2 separate regions of the Larimichthys crocea genome follow, and region 2 is linked to region 1. Evidence: chromatin contacts called from public Hi-C data. All regions are on one chromosome and are shown on one strand. The core of a region is the stretch at or near the end of the contact, and the rest is flanking DNA. Distances in the headings are between cores, read along the strand shown. Region 1 holds the start of lyplal1 (lysophospholipase like 1). Region 2 holds the start of tgfb2 (transforming growth factor, beta 2).

What was found. Hi-C and Micro-C count contacts between places; a contact is called where the count stands out from the background.
Region 2: a contact with region 1 is called in a Hi-C map of muscle, with 5 times the contacts expected there. The contact joins the promoter of tgfb2 here to the promoter of lyplal1 in region 1. A contact is called at or near these places in 2 of 7 Hi-C or Micro-C datasets (both in muscle).

Annotation. Positions count from the first base shown.
Region 1 is chrXIII:13,863,510-13,868,185 of L_crocea_2.0, forward strand. It overlaps lyplal1 (lysophospholipase like 1), which reads right to left and starts at 2,839. Exons shown (of 5, transcript XM_027286047.1): 1 at 2,552-2,839; 2 at 982-1,081; 3 at 1-148. The coding sequence starts at 1,040.
Region 2 is chrXIII:13,999,647-14,004,332 of L_crocea_2.0, forward strand. tgfb2 (transforming growth factor, beta 2) reads right to left here and starts at 2,038. Exons shown (of 7, transcript XM_010752699.3): 1 at 719-2,038. The coding sequence starts at 1,064.

The DNA.
Region 1 (4,676 bases), core at 1,589-4,088:
GATCCCGGTGTTGACCTCGTCCTGAATGATGGACCCTAAGGTGCTGCACATGGTGTCTATGGATTCTAGGTGCTCTGGGCAGTCCCGTGAGATCTTGTAACGGTCAAACCAGACAGTAGACAGAGCCCCTCGCATGGGTGTGTATGGCCTGATGACACCAAGATGAGGATCAATGGTCAGCTACATGGCAAACCTATTAATCCATTAAGTGTGCAACGTGGCATACTTCCATCTATACCAGGAGTGTCCAGACTTTTTTTAAGGAGGGCCCGGGGACCAATACTAACATTTTAAAAATTAAAAAAATGAACAATAAAAGTTACAAACAAATGCACTGTTCTGTAATAATTTGTCACAATTATAATTTTTTTAAAAATGGCAATGTCACCAAATCTAAGCCAACCAGGTGTGAACAAATCTTAAAACCAATTCTGCCTTTCTTTACATCTAAAGTCAGATAACACAGAACAAATTGTATGGAATGAGTTAAACTTGCATGAAGCTGATACAAATCTTAACCTCATGTTCAATGTAGAGGACCATAACACCAGCAGTTATGTCCTTAGAGGTTAATGTTTAGCACATTCAAATGCTTCGTTATGTCAACCAAAAAAGCCAAATCTGCCAGCCATACAGTATCTGACAATCCTAGCAGGCCATAAACAATATATTCTAAAAACATCTCCAAACCTGACTGTGGGCCGTGATTGGCCCCCGGGCCAGACTTTGGACATGCTTGATCTACACAAATGGGTGATTCGTTTACAGTGAACATTTGACACTAAAAGTGTTCCTGGTTCTCGGAATTCATTATTTACGTAAATAGTCTAGCTGAGTAAATGAACAAGTATCTCAACCTGTTGGTGATTGTTAAAAAACATATTGCCACATTATCATTATGAATGCATTTGGTTCAGGGAACAAAACACACAAAAACACATTATCAATACATGATATCTGATTTAGTCAAATGTGACCTACCTCGCTGGAGCTGAGGGGTAAATAACTCTGATGTGGTCGAAGGACAGATCTGACACCATAACATCTTGAACCCAGGATCTCAGTCCCTGCCCAGTGTCACCTATACATTAAATCAAATAATCAGAGTTAGACCACAGACAGCAGGAATTCATTATGCATGGTGATTATGTTAGATGAATCCCGGATGAGGACAATGTGTCAGCTTTAGGTATTTTTATACAGTGCATTAATGTCTGTTATGAACAAGGTCTGTTCTCAGCTGTCTAACAGCCTGCTCATGCTGTGGACTACTACCACTTTGTTTCCTGTTTCCTCTACATACCATAGTTTTCGCCGCTCAGTATACAGTGTATCTAGTCTATTTTAAGAGGCTACCATATATAAATAAATAATAAAATATATAAAATGCGAGCAGTGATACCATTAACAGATTTGCTTTTTCCACTACTTTGGCCTTAGTTGCCCACGTCATCTTACTGCTTTGAAATAGATTTCATGCTCCTCACTGCATATTGTACACTCTGGTCAGAAGATCTTCAGTTGCTATGCACGAGATGCTGCAGCACTGGTATAATGTTATTCTATTATACAACTGACCTGCACTGCACGTGTAGTCTTCACTGCCTTCACCACTGAAAAAGCTGGTTTGTACCTGGTTAACTCATGAAAAGGAGAGAGCTGAAGCCAGGTGTTTTCGCTGTAACAAGAGCTAAATATCTGCTGGTCTAATAGAGTGTTTGTCTGAACATGGAGAAGCTGCTCTGCACATTTAGCTTAGATGACAGTTCATTTGAATACAGAAACTCCAAACTAAACTATGCACAGAAAGTGTTTGCTAGATTATTTCTTTGTTGTAACAATACATTTCTTATACCATTGGAAAGCCTGATGATTTCCTTTTTAAATGGTGCCACTTTGTAAGGAACATGCATTTGTGGGTTGCACACATGGACAGTTGGCCAAATCTTCTGGACAAACAGCTTTTCTTTACTGTTGACTCTTGTTTGGTGGATTGGATGATTCAAGTCTGAAGAAACAATTTAACTTTTTATTCATTTATCAAACAGTAGCCTCAGGAGTGTGGGGAAGAATCAGCCTGTTTCACTCAGCTCTCCCATGTGCCTGTTGTCATCTTCACGGTCTACATTTCTAATTATGTTTTTATTCTGCCATTTTGCCATGTCCACTCGCTTTGTATCTGTGTGTGCTGTGTGTCAGCGCTGTGCACACTGACCTAACAGGAACACCTCAAAGGAAGAAGTGCTCCTAGTCACCAAGCAGTGAGGATGTCCACGCTCAGTCTGTGTTCAGCGCAGCTATCCCACACACAATAACACATGGCGGGGAAACGAACACACGGAGAGGACAGAGCACCTGAGCCAGCGCCGGTCCTGGCCACATTTGCGCCCTGGGCGAACCCCCCCCCCCCCCGAGGCGAACATTTTCTCGTGCGCCCTGACGGCCGCCCGTGCGCCCCTGGATGCGGCGTCCGACGCCCCCCTCTGCCTTGTCAACACCCCGCTCCCGGGGCGCCCGCTCCGCTAACTTAATGAGCGGATTCGAAAATTACCGAGGTTTTTTTGCTTTTTCGGGCGTTCGTGCGCCCCCCACGGAGAATGCGCCCTGGGCGGCCGCCCACATTGCCCATAGCTAGGACCGGCCCTGACCTGAGCCGTGCAGGAAGATGATCGAGGCGGTGTGTTTGCCAGCTGGAGACGAGGCACAAGTCTGAAGCTTCCTGACGGCAGCCATGACAGCTAGACGGAAATCTCGCGAGAGGTTTCGGCCAGCAGAAGTGACTCTCGCGAGACGCATCACAAAGCCTGGGCTGGAATCCTGAAGTTATGAAGACACACCGTGTGTCATTCACACATTTCAGCTACATACACTGTGCAGGTTGTATACAGGTGTGTGTGTGTGTGTGTGTGTGTGTGTGTGTGTGTGTGTGTGATACAACACCACTCTCCTTTTCACAGTAGTTGTTACAAAAATGTATTTCAAAACATGCACCAAGTATATTGTGTTGCTTTATATCAAATAAACAGATGATTGAACACAATATATGAAGGTGTGCACATGCGCTGTAAATGTTCTGTCATCCTGAATCTTACATAATGTAACATCCAAGTAGATGAATGATGACTGATGGACACTTGGGGTCATAACATCTAAACAAAATATTATTTTGGGCACTTGGGCGACATGTACCTCACTGCTGCTCTTATGTGGTTAAATAGAGCATGTTTTCCAGTACTGTGTCATACACTATGTGGTTATCTCATGGAATGTCTGGATCTACAAATCAGTTTGAACACATTTGAGGGTCTTATCTTGTATAAACCTCGGCCTCTTTAACTTGGATTCTGGTCATTTTCTTCAGCCTTGCACTCAGAGACCACACAAACAGTGTCCCCGCCCTGAACCTCCACTAATGATGCTGAGATTGGAGGGAAGAGAGTTGCTTTATAAGGCCTGAACCAGATGTAGCTCCTCGGACTCTAAGTCTCTTAGTCGGTATTCTTGTGGTGATCAGCAAATGATGTATGCATAGCATATTTGTTGTATCTATGATTTCTGTTTTTTGTATAAATGATATCATATCAAATAAATACCTTTATACAGATGGTTTTGCCTAAAAGCAGTTACATTGTAAGGGTTTTAGTGTAGTCCTCCTGATGTTGTACAGGTGGAATCCAAGCAGCATCATTTTGAATTCATGATCTCTAATCTGGATTTGAACTGAAACATGACTGGATTATTGCTGCAGTGGATTAGCCCCTATAAACTTTAATTTCATGAATGTTTCTATTCCTGACCACAGACTGTATAAAATACGAACATAGTCTCCATGTTGTCAGCCACAGGTTTCTGAAGAGCTGTTGTGAAGCTCAGTGTGGTGGCTCTGGCCACTGCCATTGTGGCAGTCCTGCCTCTGCTCCCTCCTGGCTGATCTAGAAATGGTCAATGATGTGGACTGTGGGTAGAGCTGAGGTGGGCTAAATGAAGTCTGGTTACTAAAACAAGCTACCTGCAATGAAATCATGCTACTGCCAGCGAGTCTAATACAACACTGACGACTGTTTTATAAAATAAAATAAAAAAAATAGATGCCCATAACAGCAGCAGTTGCCGTGGCAGTAACTGTCCCAGACTCCAGCAACTGTCGTGAAGGCCAGTGGCAGCCTCCGGAAGTGCCACTACTAACTGCCGCTGCCACGAATTGAGCCAGCCCTTGCTGCAGCGATCATTAAGCAGCTAACTCCTAGCAGTTGCTAAAAACTGACCAGCAACCAGACCAGGTCTGACAAGATCTTGTTAATTTTGATGCATTTCAGCATTAAAAATAAAGAAAAAACACAGATTAAGAAGGTTTATTCAAACTTTTGATTAATACTGTGCTTTTCTGATTTCCTCCATAGAATCAATAGAATAGATACATACAGCACATGAAGCCACATGAAACACAGAACAGACAACAAGAACATGAGTCCAATAGTGTAATTGCTGCAGTTTGCTGAGGGCAGTGATGGCATGTTCTGAGATCTGTACCTGCGGCCGGATGGGAGAAGAGTGAAGTTCAGGGAGTAGCTGGGGTTGTGTGCTATGGTGACTCCTTGCATGTGATGGCTGAGATCAGAAGTAGGCAGATGAATGAATGTGTTTGTGGTGGTGACCATGAGCATCGTGAAGTGGAG
Region 2 (4,686 bases), core at 788-3,287, 140 kb after region 1:
ACTGTCATCATGCCACCCATCTGACGTCAGCAGCAAAACTACATTTGGAAATGTGAAGACAATAACATCACACTGTGTTTGGTTCACTCCCTCCTGCTTTCCCAGCTGTGGTCTGCAGCTGCTTTCACAAGAAAACAATCTGAATGATCGCTCTGACTGTGACACTACTACAGCTGAGTGGACCACGTTAAGAACACCACACACTGTCAGAGCAGTGGCGGTTTTCAGGGGGATAAGGACGTGGAGGTCAGCAGGAGCCTTAAATTCACCAAATTACAAAAAAGTCTCTGCTCTGAGAGTTTGTACAAAAATGAGAATTTGACTGTGACGTAGTTCCAATGAGATGAACACTCTGTATGGAGAGACACCACCAAAGGGTAAAAATGACTCGTTCAACACTGAAAACAGATCAAGTCCTGATGTGACTGATGTGTGGAGTCCATGCAGGAGGAGGCGTTGAGCTGGCTCCGCAGACTCTGCTGGACTCTGTAGTTGTTGATGTCTGAGAACTGCAGCTCAGCTCAGACTCCCTCACTCTATCTGGCTGTTCCCCTGCATTCATCCAGCAGCATGATAGAATTTCCAAGACAATCACAAACACACGTGACCAAACGCTATTTGGGACTTTTAAACACTCCAGCCATCAGTGGAGGCCACAGAGGAACACACATATGCATACTGCACATATGAACACACACACGCGCACGCGCATACTTACTCTCTGACGGATAGAAGGGCTGCATGTCGATCTTGTGCACCTCCTTGGCGTAATACTCCTCCTCGCTCCGCTGCCGCTCACACGTCGCCGCCCGTTCGTTCGCCTTCTCCTGCAGCAGGTCCCGGGTGCTGTTGTAAATAGCGACAATGTCCCGGGACACCTCCTCGGGCTCAGGAAAATCCTCCGGGGGGGTGGTGAGCTTCAGTTTGCTCAGGATCTGCCCCCGGATCGCCTCGATGCGTTTCTTCTTGAACTGATCCATGTCCAGCGTGCTGCATGTGGACAAACTGAGCGCCACGGTGGCTAAATCCAAAGTTAGGAGGAGACTGACAATACACAGGTTCATCTTGTCCTCCACAGTATTCAAATCTCAAATAAAAAACAGATTCAGGAAATATTCACTCTTTAAATCTCGCCAGGAAGACGCATTTCTCAAACAAAAATCAAAGTGGAGAGCATTTACGCACACGGGTCAAGACGCCAAAAGAGTTATTTAAAATCTTTTAATTACCCAGTTTTTTTTAGCAAAGTGTACCTGAAAATCCATTCAACAGTCCCGAAACAAAAAGGTACCCGTTACTTGGTCGGAAGGGCTCCCACGGATCTATTCCCGGCTGACAGATAGAGTGCGTAAAGGTGCCGCTGAATGTTGCCAGAGGTGGACGCGACATCAAACGGGTCTGAAATTCATGGACGAAAACAAGAGTGAAAAACAGCTGAGGGCGCAGAGTCAGCGGGACGCACAGCCGTGTAGCCTGCGGGACTGAGCACACCTCCACCGCATCAGAGCGCTCGGATCGGAGCTTTCCTAACCGCACCTTAGCCTCCACGAGCCCGGGCCCGACGTCTCTATCTTTCAAACTTCAGCGGCTCGATGTGCAAGTCATCGCTTTACTCTACGGACAAAAAGTTGTTTTACACACACCAAAACTCGGACGCGGTCCTGCCGATCAGCGGGGACGCAAGGTGCGGAGTCTGGCTGACACGTCGAGGCGAAATCGCGAATCCGCACAGAGTGGTTAAAGCGGTGACAGGCTCTGCCTTTAGAAGCAGCTCAGTAATAAAAAAAAGCCTTCGGTACTGTGGAGCGCTTTCACGCGTCTTCCCTCACCCCATCTAGTAGGGGAATAGCTCGTCCTTTACGCGTGCCAAGCGGACAGCAGTGGCCGCTTGTAGGAGATTTATACTGGACTGAAGTTACCACGTGCTCCCCCCTCCGCTCACTTCAAACCAAGGTTGTGGTCATCGCTGTCGGAGAAGGGGACCCCTTCAATTGCACGTTACGAGACGATTTATTGTAACTAGGAGTGCTCGCTGTGCCCATTGGGACAGCGCTGCAACGGCTAATGGCCCATTGGCCCCGGTACGTCGTGACGCAGGGTCCTAAAGCCGGTCAGAGCCAGGCGCCTGGAACTTTTGAAAAGCTGCCACAGAAACATCTCCGTGGTGCCCTTTCTCCATGTCACACTTCACACGTTTTAGTGTTTACCACTCACGGGACTGTAATGATTACGTACTAGTGAGCTCATGCATGATGCAGGGAACACATGAACACTGTACAATGTTGTTATCTTATATTATATAGAGTTTTGTTCTTTAGTTGATTTCATGTCTCCTCTGTGTACGTTATCATCTTCTGTTACAGGCTAATAAGAACTGTTTGAACAGGGAGTGGTAATGACTTCACTGGCCATAACAACAGTTTATTAAGAACCTTTTCGTTCTGCTCAGCTCACAGTGTTAACAAGTTGAACACAGCTCACTAATGAAACTATCATTTTTTTCTGTTCTGGCCCCAGATGTGCTATGTGGTCATTTGATGAGCCTGACAGTCATGTAGGTGATCACTGGGACCGTCCTCAGGAAAGGTAACAAATCACAGTCCTGTCAGCTGATGTTGGGTTTACATTGTAGACATATTATCGATTATCAATGACCAGAAACCTTTCTAAAGATTATTTTATTTTGGCCTTTTCAAGCTGTATTTTGATAGAGACAGGCATGTGTGGAAAGAGAGATGGGGAATGACGTGCGGGAAAGAGCCACAGGTCGGATTTGAACCCTGGGCCACCACAGCAAGGACTGAGCGATGACTTTATACATGGGGCGGCTGCTCTACCAGCTGAGCGAAACACTTCCCCAATGCCCTGAAACTGTACATTTTAAACATTGTTTTTCTGTTTCGTGCCGTGAACTTTTTAGTCCTTCTCCACATTGTAAACTCAACATGTAGCCTCTCTCTGATCATCTCTGACACCATCATGAATAATGTGGTTCAGAGTTCTTCTAAACAGTCCTTCAAAGGATTTGAGGTCAGAAGAGCCTGAAAAGGCCATAACAGTCAATCAGCAGTCTGTGGACCGGGGTGTCCTCTCCATTCATCTGTCAGCTGACTGGGTGGTGTCAGATGTAATAGGATAGGACCGGCTCCACCATGTGCTTCTCCAGCCTTCGTGCACTCCCACACGCTCTGAGCCGGCTGTGTGGCAGCTTTATCTACATTCACACCCCTCAGAAAAAATACCACTTCATTGTGCATCGTGCATCATGCATCATGCATCATGTGCCAAAGCCTGGTGCCGGCCCTCCACGCTCCGCTCGACCAAAGCCGGCCATCCATCAGGTCTGACAGCTGCTCCCTCATTCTCTGGATTCAGAGGCTGCTGCAAACCAGATGCTGTCACTAAATCAGAAAAAACAGATGTGAGACAAGACTAGGTGTGTGTCTGAGGCTGTTCCTTCAGACACCTGTTCCACAAACAGACAGGAGGAACATGCAGGAGACGATCTGATCCCGTCCAATCCAGATGATTCTTAATCTAGAACATGATTTCAGCACACAGACGACCGTGTTTTCACCTCACTCACTTTCAAAAGTAGAACACAGTCTTCTTCATCAGCAGATTCATTTTGCTGAAGTGTTGATGTGTGTAAACCTTCCATAAGTCATAATTATATAAATACACTTGTAAAATGTTGAGTGCTGGGACAGAAACATTCAACATCAGTTATTGAAGGACTGTTTAAAACTAAAATCAGCACTTGCAGGATGTTTTTCGGTGACTGTGTGTCATCAGGCATTTCACACAAACACAACTGTGCGCCGTACATGACTGCAGCGAGGTGACATGTGACCACTGGAGGTCAGCAAAGAAGATATTCTGGGGTGTAAGGATCATTTCACTTTATGTTCACAGCTTTTGCCATCATTTCTGTCAGTCATGAGAATATTGGATCAAGACTGGACTAACCCGGACAAGAGACCGAAGAAACCACAGGCATCATTTTATACCAATGAGCCTTGTACAACTTTTAAATTCATCTGCAATTTGAATAGAATAGAATGCAATTCTATTCCTGATTGTTGCAAACAGCAGATGAATTTAAATTTATCTGCTATTTGCAACAATCATTTGTCAAACATGGCCATAGCTGTGTTTAAGCAGTGCTCATCAAGTTTTTTTGTATTGCAGGTCATTATGTGAGTTCATTATGTTCAGCTTTTACTGGCAGATTCAGTCGACCAATAGAAACACTGATTTTTAATCTGGCAGTGTGTGATGACAGGGGCTGGTAGTTTCACTGAACAGAAGGCTCATGTGACCGTACTTTGTAAAAACTCATTTATCATCCACTGGTCTCAGAGTGTCGGTGGAGCGCCGCAGTGGAAGATGGCTGGTGTCTCTGAGCGGAGCGAGCAGGAAGTGTCGGACAGAGACACAGTGGAGGTGGTAAATGAGGCGACACAGTGGCCTGTTCCCCAGGCTCTGTGCCAACAGGGGCTGGTATAAAAGTCAGCATACCAGAGTGCAGGCGGCAGTGTTGCTATGACAGATGAGCATCCAGTGTGGTGCAGACGGATCGACGCGCTCCTAATATTTCCACGGCTTGTGTCATTGGTGAGGACCAGACATAGAAGTATCCACAGCAGAAGTCAGCACCACGTCACCTCACCGGATTACTGCCAC